Regions from separate parts of the Mus musculus genome. Here region 2 is linked to region 1. The links are chromatin contacts, called in public promoter capture Hi-C maps. All regions are on one chromosome and are shown on one strand. Each heading gives the region's core, a stretch centred on a gene start, on an enhancer-like site or on the middle of the called end of the contact. The rest is flanking DNA. Distances are from core to core; before and after follow the strand shown.

What was found. Promoter capture Hi-C pulls out the DNA fragments that hold promoters and counts their contacts.
Region 2: a contact with region 1 is called in a promoter capture Hi-C map of liver, with 4 times the contacts expected there. The contact joins the promoter of D130020L05Rik here to the promoter of Galc in region 1. A contact is called at or near these places in 3 of 39 promoter capture datasets (liver and pre-B cells) and 1 of 484 Hi-C or Micro-C datasets (B cells).

What each region holds. Positions count from the first base shown.
Region 1 is chr12:98,256,418-98,262,983 of GRCm38.p6, forward strand. Galc (galactosylceramidase) reads right to left here and starts at 3,042. Exons shown (of 17, transcript NM_008079.4): 1 at 2,718-3,042; 2 at 455-523; 3 at 210-273. The coding sequence starts at 2,912.
Region 2 is chr12:101,080,630-101,087,280 of GRCm38.p6, forward strand. It overlaps D130020L05Rik (RIKEN cDNA D130020L05 gene), which reads left to right and starts at 1,822. Exons shown (of 2, transcript NR_038050.1): 1 at 1,822-3,870. It overlaps Ppp4r3a (protein phosphatase 4 regulatory subunit 3A), which reads right to left and starts at 3,073. Exons shown (of 15, transcript NM_211355.2): 1 at 2,100-3,073. The coding sequence starts at 2,241.

The DNA of each region.
Region 1 (6,566 bases), core at 1,792-4,291:
ATAAAGATCAAAATAAGAAAAGCCAGACCAGGAAGGTGATGTCACCGAGCCCAAGGTACACACGTGCACACACCCGAAAACATAAATGGAGAGAAATAAAAGCTGATCTGCGGAAGAGCAGCTCCTCAAATGAGGCGGCCTTCCTTCCGTCCCATATGTTTAAGGATAGGTAAAATGTCAGGGAAACCCCTTGTCCCAAATCCTCCTACCTGTTGTTTGTCCATCACCACCTATCTCCACTTTTAGAATATGCAAAGAGGCACCAAAGTTTGGCTGTGGAAAAAAGTAACAGTGTTATTAGAGTGCTCTGTCAGGTAAAACCTCGTAGAGGCCTTAGGCAGCCCAGTGAAGGGAGAGCCAAACTTCTCTCAGAAAGCTGAGAAACTCTAAGGCCGAACTTCACCATATCTTTTCAAAATAGCACAGGCCCGTTGGTTTAATTATTCTTCCTTACCTTAAATAGATAATCCAGTATTTCAGAACGATAGGGCTCTGGGTAATTTACTAGAAGCCGGGAGGTTGCCTGGGGGAAAAAAAATGTTTTCAAAAATATGAAGAAAACAAGTATAATCATCTGTATTTGTCTACAGTGTAAACACACACACACATGCCCCAGCATGAGCAAACGGAGCTGTGGAGGGTCATTTGCCATGCTATTTGGTCTGTATCCAATCACTGAGAGCTAAAGTTTTCTTATGAGGGTGTAAGAGTTGGAGAGATAAGCTTAGTTTTCACTTAGACTTCTGGCCCCTAACACTTTGCATAAATAAACTTGTGTTATCTTAAAAGAAAAGAATAAGTATAAGCACTAGCTAGATTTAGCCATACCTAGACCCAGATGACAGCCTGAAAGAAATTATAAAGCCAATAGTGAATCAAAGACCTATACTTTGGGAGGCTGTTATCAATGAATAGGCAAGGTGTTAGACACAAGGTAACCAAGGAAACCACTGGGTCTCTAGGTTGAAAGCAGTGAAGACAAGATAGCAAAAGGACCCATAAACAGCTTGTGTCTTGGTAACTGTGTCTCTCGATGGTCAAAACGCCCCTTTGCTGTATGCAGTATTTCTGTAGTATTAGAAACTAGGGTATGGGGCACTTTACCAACATCCCACCGTGAAATCTTAAAACAACTTCCCCCTCCATAACCCTTAAGAGGGAACAAGAACCATAATTGGCTAATCACACCTGTCCTCACAATGCTACCACCCGCCCACCCCCAGCTGCTTTGTTCCCTCAGAAGAGAAACTTAAGCAAAGGAAAATGAACTAACTTGTCAAAACCAGGAGGTGAGTGTCCTGTGCCAGAATGATTCCAGCAACCTCGGAAGCCCACATGCCAACCACTGAAGCAAAATGCTTTCCCTAAATATGTGAAAGTCAAGAGAGGGCAATCTAAGTGCTGCTACAACTGTGCTAGGTAACATGTTGTACACACACAAGTTTAAACTGGTGTGTAAATAAAATGGTCATCCATCTTCATTTACTATTTTCCTAAACTGACTAATACATAACATAGTATAGAGACATTACTAACTGACTATTTAATAGATTTACCTGCTCTGGAGGCTGGAGAGATGGCAACTCACGTGCTTCTGGCCTCTGTAAGCACCAGTACTCACATGTACAAACATTCCCAACACACACACACACACACACACACTAAGGCTTACTACATCACACCAGGTTATGAAATTATTTTAATAATTAAAAGTTGAGTAAATTAAGCAAAACTGGAAATCTCATTTTTTTAAAAAAGCCTTTACACTTAGATTTACTATCACAAAGATACCAAAAGGAGACGTTAAGGTTGTATAAGAAATATTGGCTATTTTAAATTTAAATAAACTGAGAATAGATTAGTTCATTATTACACACACACACACTGGGGTATAGAACTTTTTACTGCACTCCTAGCTTTTCGGTAGATCTAAAACTACTCTTAAGATTTCAATTTAAAAGCAAACCCACTTCCCAGTCCTGAGATCTTTGAGTCAACAAGAAATCACTCTCAAGACCTCATCTTTTGAGAATTAGCTGGTGTTTATTAACAAAGTCAGAATGGGAGAGGAAGACAACTTAAATTTTAACCAATGCACCTAATGATTCTTATGTGCCCTAACAGAGCCAGCATTCCCTCGTTCCAACACAGACACGCCACAGTTTCTGTTAGTGGATGAAGGTGGCCCTCTTTTAAAACAATATCCCAGATCGCTTCAGGCTTTACACAACTCTAAAGAGTCCAAGAGGTCTTACAGGGAGGGACGGGGTGCTAATCACTGTTCAAGAAGGGTCCCCAAACCCTGCCTATGTCTTCTGACTCACGGCTCCACCAACTAACTCCCTGGGAAGGAAGAGAACCCACCCCCCCCCCTCCCCAAAGCATCTCGCTGAGGCTTCGCAGTCCCTCTCTGGCTTTTTCCGGAGGCGACCCTTCCAGCGCGGCAAGGACAGCCCTGGCCGGCGATCCAGAACGAGGGCTCCCTCGAGCCCGGGCCACTTGACTGCAGCAGACGCCTGTCCCCTCGAGACGCCTGGCTCCCCATTGCAATCTAACCGCCAGCCCGGGTTCATCTCACCCCGGCGCGCGGGGAAGCGGCGTGCGCTCGCCCGGCAACGCCGCGGGGGCTTGTGGGAGGGGGCGGCCCCGGCGGTCCCTGCGGTCCCTGCGGTCCCTGCGCCGCACCGCACTCCTGCCTCCCGCCAGCCCGCGCTCACCCCGCCGCCGCTGACTGCGCCGATGCCATCGAACTCCCGGCCCAGCCCGTCGGAGTCGTCTAGCACGTAGGCGCCACCGGGCACTAGCAGCGCACACAACAATAAGGGCACCGCAACACGGCTCGCCGAGCCCGCGGCGGCGGTCATGACTTTTGCTTGGCGTTGCTGGGAAGCCTTAGGTTGGCTGTTAGCCATTGTGCGGGTCACGCGACTGTGGCGCCCGGGGAGGCGGGCCCGATCGCCTCCCTGAGGAAGAAGAGCGGGCGGCTGAGGAAGCTTTCGCCATCTTAAGTGAGGGCTGCGGGCTGTCCGCGCAGCCGCTGTTGTGTTGAGCTGGGGGGGCGGGGTGGGGGGCTGGTTGAGCGAGCTTTGCCTTGTCACTTCTGTGTCAAAGAGGCGGGACCGGTCTCTGCGTGTAATTACTTAGTGACCACTCTTCCTACCTCACCTGATGGATCATCTTAGAAAACGGGAAGTGAATGGTCAACAACGGTCAAAAGAGGGCTTTGAGTGGTCCTACTCTAGCCGAGCATTCCCAGTAGGAAACAGCAATGAGGACCTGGCTTTAAGCGCCCCCAGTTAAGCGGTCACCTTGGTTGAGTCGCTTGGCTTGAGGACCCTGAATTTTTCTAAACCACCGTGAGACCAGAACAGCAAGTCAGGGAACTCCGGATAAGATAAAAGTAAGATAATAGGCACTCGGGAAGTCATAATTGTGCACTTATATACACTTAGCAAATGCTAGCTGACAAAGTTTGTTCGATTGAGTAGTCTGCTATATCCAGGTCTTTTAGCCTTAAAAGAGTTAATATGATTACTCGTCCAAAATGTTGCTATATAGTAATTTGAATTGCGAGACCTAAAAAATACAATAGGTTCAGAATACTCGGACCTTTATTCTGTTTCTTGAATAAAAAATGACTATGAAAATCACTTATGAAAGATGCCCTGACTTACATAGAGGAAGTGGTAATGTTTGCCAACTCCTGTTACAGTAACCCTTGCCTTCCTATTCACTTCTCTACCCAGTTAAATACCCTGGCAGGTGCATCCAACCTGTGCCTGAGACCACATGGAGCAGATGATTGCTATGAAAGCACCCTACCCCAAAATTGTACATAAACTTAACTCAAGACATTCTGTGACTTTTTATGATTAAAATAGTCAACTGTGCAGACCTCAAGTGTGAAGTCTATAGCGGACAACATAGTGTCAGGATAAGAAAAGGTTGGACGTGCCTGCTGGCAGCTTGTGTTCTTAGAACTTGTTCCATCTACCAGTCTCACCTTGAACTCAGAGAGTTCTGCCTGCCTCTGCCTCTCTGCCTCTCTGCCTCTCTGCCTCTGCCTCTCTGCCTCTCTGCCTCTCTGCCTGCCTCTCTGCCTCTCTGCCTCTCTGCCTCTCTCTCTGTCTCTCTGCCTGCCTCTCTGCCTCTCTGCCTCTCTGCCTGGCACATTTTACAACCTAAATTGCTCCTGATCAGATTCAGCATGTTTATCATTAACTGTTTGTTTGTTTGTTTGTTTGGGGGGGGGAGTCTTCAATTTCTTAGGGTATGCCCCTGTGCCCTGTAACTTAAATTTATGTGCTTCATCCATCTAGTCTGTCACAGCAGTTTAATTCTTAGGACCCAAGGATGACAAAGGTGAAATTATGCTTCCTCGAAACAATCATAAGCTACCTTCCACTGTCAGTAAGACTGATGTGATAGGAAAGTGAACTGTCCTGAGAATTTAGATTCCCCTAATTTTGTAGAAATCAATCTCTCTCTCTCTCTCTCTCTCTCTCTCTCTCTCTCTCTCTCTCTCTCTCCCCCTTTAGTAGAAAGCATACAATAAGCTGAGTTTCCCACCCAAGCCCCTGAGACACCAGAGTGGCAAGGAGAAGACACAGGACAGGCCCTGGGGCTTAAGAGATCATAGGCTTTGCATAACTATCTTTGGAATAAGTTGTGCTCCCCCTTAAAGACAAACCTAAATCTGTGTTTCAAGACTACTGTCTTCAGTACTTTTACTCGGTGCTGTAACAATTGTACTATGTGCTAAAGAACTTAAAGACAGAAAGGTTTGTCTTGGCTTACAGTTGGAGGGTGCAATCCTTGGCAGGAGAGTCATGACAGCAGTACCCCGAGACACCTGGTGGTGTTGCATCTCCAGTCAGGAAATCCAAGAGAGGTGAACATGCTGGCATTCAGTTTACTTCCTTCTTTTTGTTCCATCCAGGACTTATGACAGCTTCCCTCTTCAGATAAGTCTTTCAGGGAAGACCTTCATAGACACGCCCAGAGGTGTGTTTTGTGGTGATTCTAAATTCAGTCAAGTTGATAATGAAGATTAACCACCACAAACACAAATATGGGAAATTATATGAAAGGATAAAATCAAACCATTGTCTTTCTGAGCAATACTATACCTGTGTTCATTCCTCTTTCTCCTCCTCCTCCTTCTTCTTCGTGTGTGTGTGTGTGTGTGTGTGTGTGTGTGTGTAGACCAGTGGTTCAAAGCAAGTGGCTTCCTCAAACTCTTCACATAATTTGTGTGTCTATGTGTATGAATGTGTGTGTTTTATATTCAAACATATTTAGAGATGTGCACATGAGTCCTCAAAAAGGCCAGAGCAGGTCCTCGGGTGTCTGTCTCTATCACTTTCTACCTTATTCCCTTGAGACAAGATTTCTCACTGAACAGCAAGGTGCAGTAATCTATCTGTCTCCTTCACCCTCTGAAGCACTGGGATTACAGTTGCCTGCCACCTGTTATATGTCCCATGCTTGAGCAGTGTGTTCTTATCGACTGAGTCATTTCCCAAACTCTCTTTACCTTCTATTTTGAGTTAGGGTCTCTCATCAAACCTGGAACACATACCACACTCATGAAAACAGGAAGTTTGAAGCCAACATACAGCACATGCCATACTGTAGCATGCCATTCCAACTTCTAATTGGCACACTGGTTGCAGATTTTGTGCAATGGGTGAACAATACAGAATAGGATACAGAAACCATTAACAGAAATGATACCCACCCTGGAAGCACTACAGTTCATGGATCAAAGCACACAGCTCTTGTTTCCGATTTCTGATCTATACTCGGAAAACAAACAAGAAATATTCCTGTTAAGCAAAGTCATGTATGCAGACTGGAAAAGAAAATTCACCAGTATGTGAGAAAAAGAGAAATCACAGTTATCAGAGAAGCAATCCTGTTCATAGGTTCTCTTAAATGTATGGATTCAGGATCGATGACATAAGACTAGAAGAGGAAGGTCCCAGGTCTCATGTTTCAAATGTGTTCTTTTAAACCATTTTAAATTAGAAGTGTTTCTGAGTAGCCTATTTATGTTCCTCAAAACTTCTCCTTTCTGTAAGTTAAGAGAGAAATCAACCTTGAGAAAGATGAGCAATCTTGCCTTTTAAGCAAAAGTGCTGATTAAGGTTCATACCAGCCCATCATATCTGTTCTATCACAGTGTATATGTACATGCATGTTCTAAGCAGTGTCCAACTCATACACGTAGTTAGTGTATAATTCTTGAACGTAAAAAAAGTCACTGGTCACATGAGGAGATAAGATGAAACAATTACTCACTAAAAGTGTTGGAAACATTCCTTTGAGGTAGGTATCCCCAGAGTGTAAAAGGATATGAAAGCTTATCTCTTTACAGACATCCTGTAATATCTGCTTGTACATCTGAGCTTTCAACTCTGGATCGAGTTGTCTGATTGCCGTTGTTTCTGACAGCAACTTATAAATGAACGTCCATCCAAAGAATCTGTGATTATGGGGCTGGTGAGATGGCTCAGGGTTAAGAGCACTACATGCAGAGGTGGGAGCACTAGAGTCTGGATCCC
Region 2 (6,651 bases), core at 572-3,071, 2.8 Mb after region 1:
CCACCACCACCCAGAAAGTCTACATGCTTATCCTGTCTAAAGGCCTTTGTAAAACTGGCTGGCTGTGGTAGTTCACTGCAGTAATCCAACACTCAGGGGCTCAGGTAGGAGAATCGCTTTGAGTTGCAGACCAGCCATAGCTAGATAATGGCTCCAAAACAAAACAGGTTGGATGTAGTAGTACACCTATGATCCCAGGCATTGGGAAGATAGGGACAAGAGGATCGTGAACTTCCATATTTTGGGCTACACACAATGTTTGATTCTAGTCTGGTACTACAGGAGACTCTTTCCAAAAAACCAGAAGGATCTTTGCATAATCAAATAAAGCACACTGGTGTGAGTATGGTTACATGTATTAGTTCTGAAATTCAAGCTTACATCTAGTTAAATCTCACAATTACATTGGGTCTTAGAGGCAGTTCAGTGGTAGAGCACTGCCTAGCATGCTCAAGTCCCTGTGTGGATTCCATTCCCAGTTAGCCCATCCTCACAATAAGCTTAACCCTGAAACCCACACTTCCACTTTACTGTAAGGAAAGTTTCCACATGTACAAACATGCAGAGGTGATTACGTGACTGTCACAAACACATTTAACTTGTATATTAGCAGCCAAATAAGAACCCAGCTCTGAAAATATACCTGTTGTAATCAGAAAAAAATTTTCAGACCAAGTCTTACTATGTAACTGCAGCTGATCTAGGACTCTATGTAGACCCAGGCTGGCCTCCAAGTCACCAGAAACTGCCTGCCTTTCATGTTAGAAAGTAACTTTTTACCAGTGGTAACTTATTTGGGGTAATCTTTATAATTATACTCCAAGTTAACCATTCTTCAATTCAAATCAATGTTTCTACAGTCTTCAACCACAGACAGGAAAATCTTGGTTTTTGTGGAATGAGTTCTGAGTCTAGTCCAAAAAAGAGGGGAAAAAAAAAAATCTTTGAAATAAATTTGCAATATTTCAGACATGAAACAGCTACAAATAGTTCTCAACTGTAAAACTGCAAATTAATGCAACAAGGTAACTATACTTCTGCTCCAAAAACAATTTGAAGTTTTGGCCAATATGTATTTTCTTCCAAGAGTGAAATTCAGAGAATGCAAACCCTTAAGAAAGGAATATTTTAAAACGTGAAACCGTTATTTCAAACAACCTTATCTTTGAACACTGAAGACTGTTTCAATAGACTTGAGGTGAAAGCAGAAGGACTTGTTCAAGTGTTAAAAGATACCTCTCCCCACCAGCCAACTCAACCAACTAAGGACCATACGCTTAAACAATCAGAAAAGCTTGCAATAAAATGTTCCAAAGGTTCACGAGTTCCCACAGAAGACCTACAAAGTCTTTCTTTCTTAGCCAGGTGTGGCAGCACTTTAATCCCAGCACTGGAGAGGCAGAGGAAGGCAAGCTTTGAGTTCAAGGCTAGCCTGGTCTATAGAGCAAGCTCCAGGATAGTTGGGCTACATACTGAAACCCTGTCTCAAAATACAAAACAATAACAACAATAATAATCATCTCCCTTTCTTGTGAAAAAGACAACCAACCCCGGTCAAGACATGTGTGTCCTCGAAAGCCAAAGCAGCATTTTCTCTGTCTGGTGGAACTGCCAGATTTATAGACCTTATTGCAGACCCTAAAATCTGAAAGATATGGTGGAAAAGGTTTAAAACAACAACAATCCCACCAGAACAGAACTTTCTCAAAGTGTGCAACAGCTATGAACTTTACGAGCGCCAAGCAAGGTTTTATGCCTGCTTTACAGATTGGTGAACTAAGGGGTGTGTGTGTGTGGGGGGGGGGGGAGCAGATCGTTTCCGTTAAATGCCTTTCTCAAGGTCACGACGGTGCAAAAACCACCGGGGAAAGAGGATCTCAGGTCTCCGACCTTTCTGCACTGGAAAGGCAGCACGGCGCAACGTGCTCCGCTCTGCTCGAAATCCCAACGCCACAAGGTTTTCGGGTTAAGGATGGACACCCCGAATGCTCTCCACCGAGCTCCACCGGACTTGGGTACCCCGTGGCGTTCCCGTCCGCACTCCCGCCGTCCCAGTCCGAGCGCCACTGCTCTGAGAGGGGCCAGTGAGGGTCACTTACCGTCGCTCTCCGCCCTGACGAGCAGGGACATGCCCTTCAGCCTCTCCACGTAGCCGGAGGACACATGGCCAGTACCCCGGTCGTCCCACTGCCGGTCCTCGTTGAGCGTGTAGACCTTCACCCGCCGTCGGGTGTCGGTCATCGTGCCGGCCGGGGGCCCCGCCCGAGTGGCCCAGGGACAGTGTCCAGAAAAGGCGGGCGGCCGCAAACGGGGAACTCCGGGACCTCAGTGCCACCGCTGGCCGCCGCGGAGCTGCGCCGCCGCTCGCATGGCCCGCTCCCGGGTCCGAGCCCCGGGCCGCCGCCTTCTCTCGTCTCCTTCTCCCCGGCGCTATTGTCCAGGCCGAGCGAGCGCGGCCGCCCAGCAGCCCCGACAGGGAACGCGCAGCACTACGCAGCCTACCGGCCCGCCGTTCCAACGAGGTGCGGCTCGGTTCACAGACCCGCTCCGGCCTCCACCATGACCTCCGCAGAGCCGCTTTCCCGCGCCGCCGCCTCCTCAGGCCGCCGCCGCCATGTTTTCCTCCCTTGTACCTGGCCCAGCCGCTGCAGCAGGAAGCCCCGCTCCGCTCCTCCCGCTTAAAGCATCCGAAGCCGGTGAGGTAGCACTTCCCGGGAGACTCCGAACGCCTCTGGCCACCCGAGAACCCCTGGCTCTTCTTAGAAGCCGCCTTCCCTACTCCGCCGCCTCTTCCGTCTTCCTCACAGAGCCAAAGCCGCCGCCATCTTGGCTCGCCCCTCAAAAGCGGCGCGCGGGGCCACCTAGGCAGTAGCGGCAGGGGCGGCCCGCAAGCCCCACCACTTAAAGCGACAAGACGGGAGCCGGCAGCTTCGCTCCGGCCGAGGCCTTGCACCGAGGCGGGCGCGGAGCTGCGGGGGTGGCGGGAGCGGAGGAGGCGGGACGCGAGTCGCGCCGGTGACGGACCGGGACTCCCTCGCGCTGCCCTGCGCGTACTGTCGTGCAAGCGCGGGCTGCGTGTGCGTCCGTCGCACTTTGAATTCGTCATCACCTCGGCTCCGGGCGGGGAAGGGGTGTGGAGTCTGTTGGCGGCTTCTGGAGCCAGACTGGACTCTGATCCCGGAGCTCGTCCTTTCCCGTGCGAGCCTTCTCCGGACGCTTTAGGGAGGACCTTTGCAGTCGGCCCTGGGGGCGCGGGCTGCTGGCGTCCTCCTCGTCCTCCCCCCGCCCTCCTCCTCCTCCTCCTCTTCTTCCCTTGGCCTGAAATAGAGAAGTTTCTGAGAGAGGACCGTTTGGACCGCGAGGTTGGCGGGATGCAGTGAGGCACGCAATGGCCGGGCAAGTCTAAAACCCTCGACGCGGTGTTCACGCGTGGCACTGCTCCCCGGGATCATTCTGAGCACTCACCTCACAATAATCAGCGGTTATCTCCCTTTCTCTGTCGGTTATCAAAGCTGATCGTCTGTAGCCCTAGGCTGGTTTGTTTGTTTTTTTAAACAAAATAACAAAACACATCTTGAAGGGCTTGCAAAGATAAATGCCGTACTGTATGAATAAGATGAAATTCTTTGTTTTTTTGTTTTTTTTGAAACACAGCCTCACAATGTTGCTCTGACTGGCTGAAGCAACGTATGCGAGAAGCTGGGATCTTTCTTAACCCACACCAGAGACAAGTGCTCGCAAAGACATACCTGAAATCATTCACCAACAAAACTCGGAAGCATGTAAAAACAAAGCAGTTGCTGTTTCTAAATACCAGAATGCAATCCTTTCAAGCATCTAGATGGAGCCCATGAGCTCCAAGCAGAGCAGGTTAGCAGTATGGCCCTCTATGCTGATTATTTTATAGCAATGCTTCTAACCTTCCTAAAATGCTCTGACTCTTTTATAACACAGTTTCTCTTGTTGTGGTGACCCCTCCCTCACTATAAAATCATTTTGTTGCTACTTCGTAACTGTAATATGCAGGATATCTGCTGTGTCCCGTGTTTGACCGCCAAGGGATCGAGACCCACATGTTGAGAACCACCTTTTTAAAGGCCCTTGGAGACTGACTAGCAGAGCTTACACAGTGAATAGTTTCTTATCTGCCTTGACTCTTTACCCATCAAAGAAGAAACTGTTGCTTTCATCCCTCTGAAACTGTTTTGCTGGAGTACAGAACCCAATAGAACACACCTAGCCAGTCTCAGTATTTTGTCTCCTGGCTTATTCTGATGATGGAAATCATTTACAAACTATTTTGTGTCTTCCAGAGCTTTCCTAAATTGCTATGATCCGGGTCTTCCTCTCCTCTATAAAGTGTCCTTTAGAGACTTTGAATCAGGGTACACCAGGATTTGTACTTCTCAGAATTTCAGAATTGCCAGCTTGTGTTTGGGAACAAGTACTGTGAGGAAATAATTTATTTGGCGTATACTTCTAGGTCACAGTCCATTGCTGAGGGAAATCAGGGCAGGAACTCAAAGCAGGAGCCTGAAGCAGAAACCATGGAGGAATGTTGCCTGTTGGCTTGCTCCCCTCATACTTAGTTTTTTTTTATAAAGTCCAGGACAACCTTACTCAGGGAATATTGCCACCTGCCATGGGCTGGGTGCTCCTACGTCAACTAACAAGCCCCCCCCCCCCCAGACATCCCCAATATCCCCACAGGGCAGTGACCTTAGCAGCTCCTCAACCAAATGTTTTCTCTCAGATGACACCAGGCTGTGTCAATTTGACAAAGCAAAGCAGGGCACATGGGATCTGTTTAGTTAGAGGAATGTGAAGCAATCTTGCCTTCTCTCCCAGTGCACACAACCAACCCTAGATTATTTGCAGACCAGAAGTTCACCTGTGGGGCGAAAAGCAAAGTTCCAGAAGCAGACTGCAGCTTGGTGGCTCGCCACATTTTGTTCTTTTTATTCACAACTTTCTTGCCATCAAGAGATAACTTTTGCCGGACGGTGGTGGCGCACGCCTTTAGTCCCAGCACTCAGGAGGCAGAGGCAGGCAGATTTCTGAGTTCGAGGCCAGCCTGGTCTAGAGAGTGAGTTCCAGGACACAGAGAAGCCCTGTCTCGGAGAGAGAGAGAGAGAGAGAGAGAGAGAGAGAGGAGAGAGGAGAGAGAGAGAGAGAGAGGAGAGAGAGAGAGGAGAGAGAGAGAGAGAGGAGAGAGAGAGAAAAGGGAGAGAAGAGAGAGAGAGAGAGAGAGAACTTTTATCAGAGCAATTTAAAGAGCCTATCTGCTAATGTATTGGATATACACAAGAACATGGGAACATATTGTTCAGTTTATTGAATAAAATGAGCAACTGTTAATTGACATATACCATAGATCATTAACTTTATTTTCTGAATATAGTATCTTTTTTCTGTCTTCATTTTTTAAATATGATGCTGGGGTTCCAATGCAGGCCTTGTATGTACCTGACAAGCACTGTACTGCTGAGCTTCATCTGCACTGTTAAATCCTGTTTCCTTTCCTCCTTCCTTTCTGCTCCCCTGCCCTTCCCTGACAGGTCTCATTATATACCCCAGGCTAGTGACCTAACTTTGAACTGATTCAGGCAACAGGAAACGCTAAACAATTCACTCTTCAGATCTAAAAACCTTAATATCTAATCCCAGCACTTCAGAGATGGAGGCAGGCAGATCTGAAGTGCAAGGTCATCTCTGGTTACATAGTAAGTTGGTCCCTGGGGGGGGCGGGGGAAGCAAATAAAGACGTTTGTATCTGCTCAAGTTCTGAGAAGGCCTTAATCAGAAAAAAATGCTCATATATCTGCCTTGCTCCTGTTAGGAGGCCTGGATCCTTTCAAGGTCACATCAAATCTCTACTTCCTTTTCTGTCTTGTACTTTATTAAGACCCCAATCCAGTTGCATTCATATTAACATCTCTGGTGTCCAAATGACAAGAGAACCTTTTGTTTTGAAGAATTACTTTGTGGTGGATTTTTTAAAAAATTATTATTGACAGAGAAAATAGCCTGTCTTGTTTGAGTATACAAGTGTCTGTGCACTCACTCCATTCTCTTCGCTGCTTTGAGACAGGATCCCATATATCCTAGGATGGGTCCAAATGCACTGTGTAGTCAAGAGTGACCTTGACTTCTCCTGGTCCTCCAGTCTCTACTTCCAAAGTACTAGTATTATAGGTGTGTGTACCACCACACCTGGCTTCTTTTCCACCTTTGATAATCCAAAGTGGCAAAGATGGTAGACATAAATGTATTGATTTAAAACAAAGAACAACAACAAAAACAAAATGTGGTCTTGCTATGTAGACCAAGCCATCCTCAAATCTCTATTTCCCTACCTCTGCCTCCTGAATGCAGTAGTGCACCATCACTGCACGATAGACCTTAAAAAAAAAAGCTATCTTTAATAGCCTACAGGTTGTGTCTTGGTTTTTGTAATTCCAAATACTCTTGCTAATTTGTATTTTGGGCTTATATGATGTCCCTTAAACAATGGGACATTTCAGTTCTATATCTGGTCACAGTGGCTAGGGTTGTACTTGACAAAAGTCAGGCCAATGTAGAGCTTATATTTTTCAGACTGAGGGAGAGGGATGGAGGTGTGCATATCATATGCACCCACGACTCCATCCT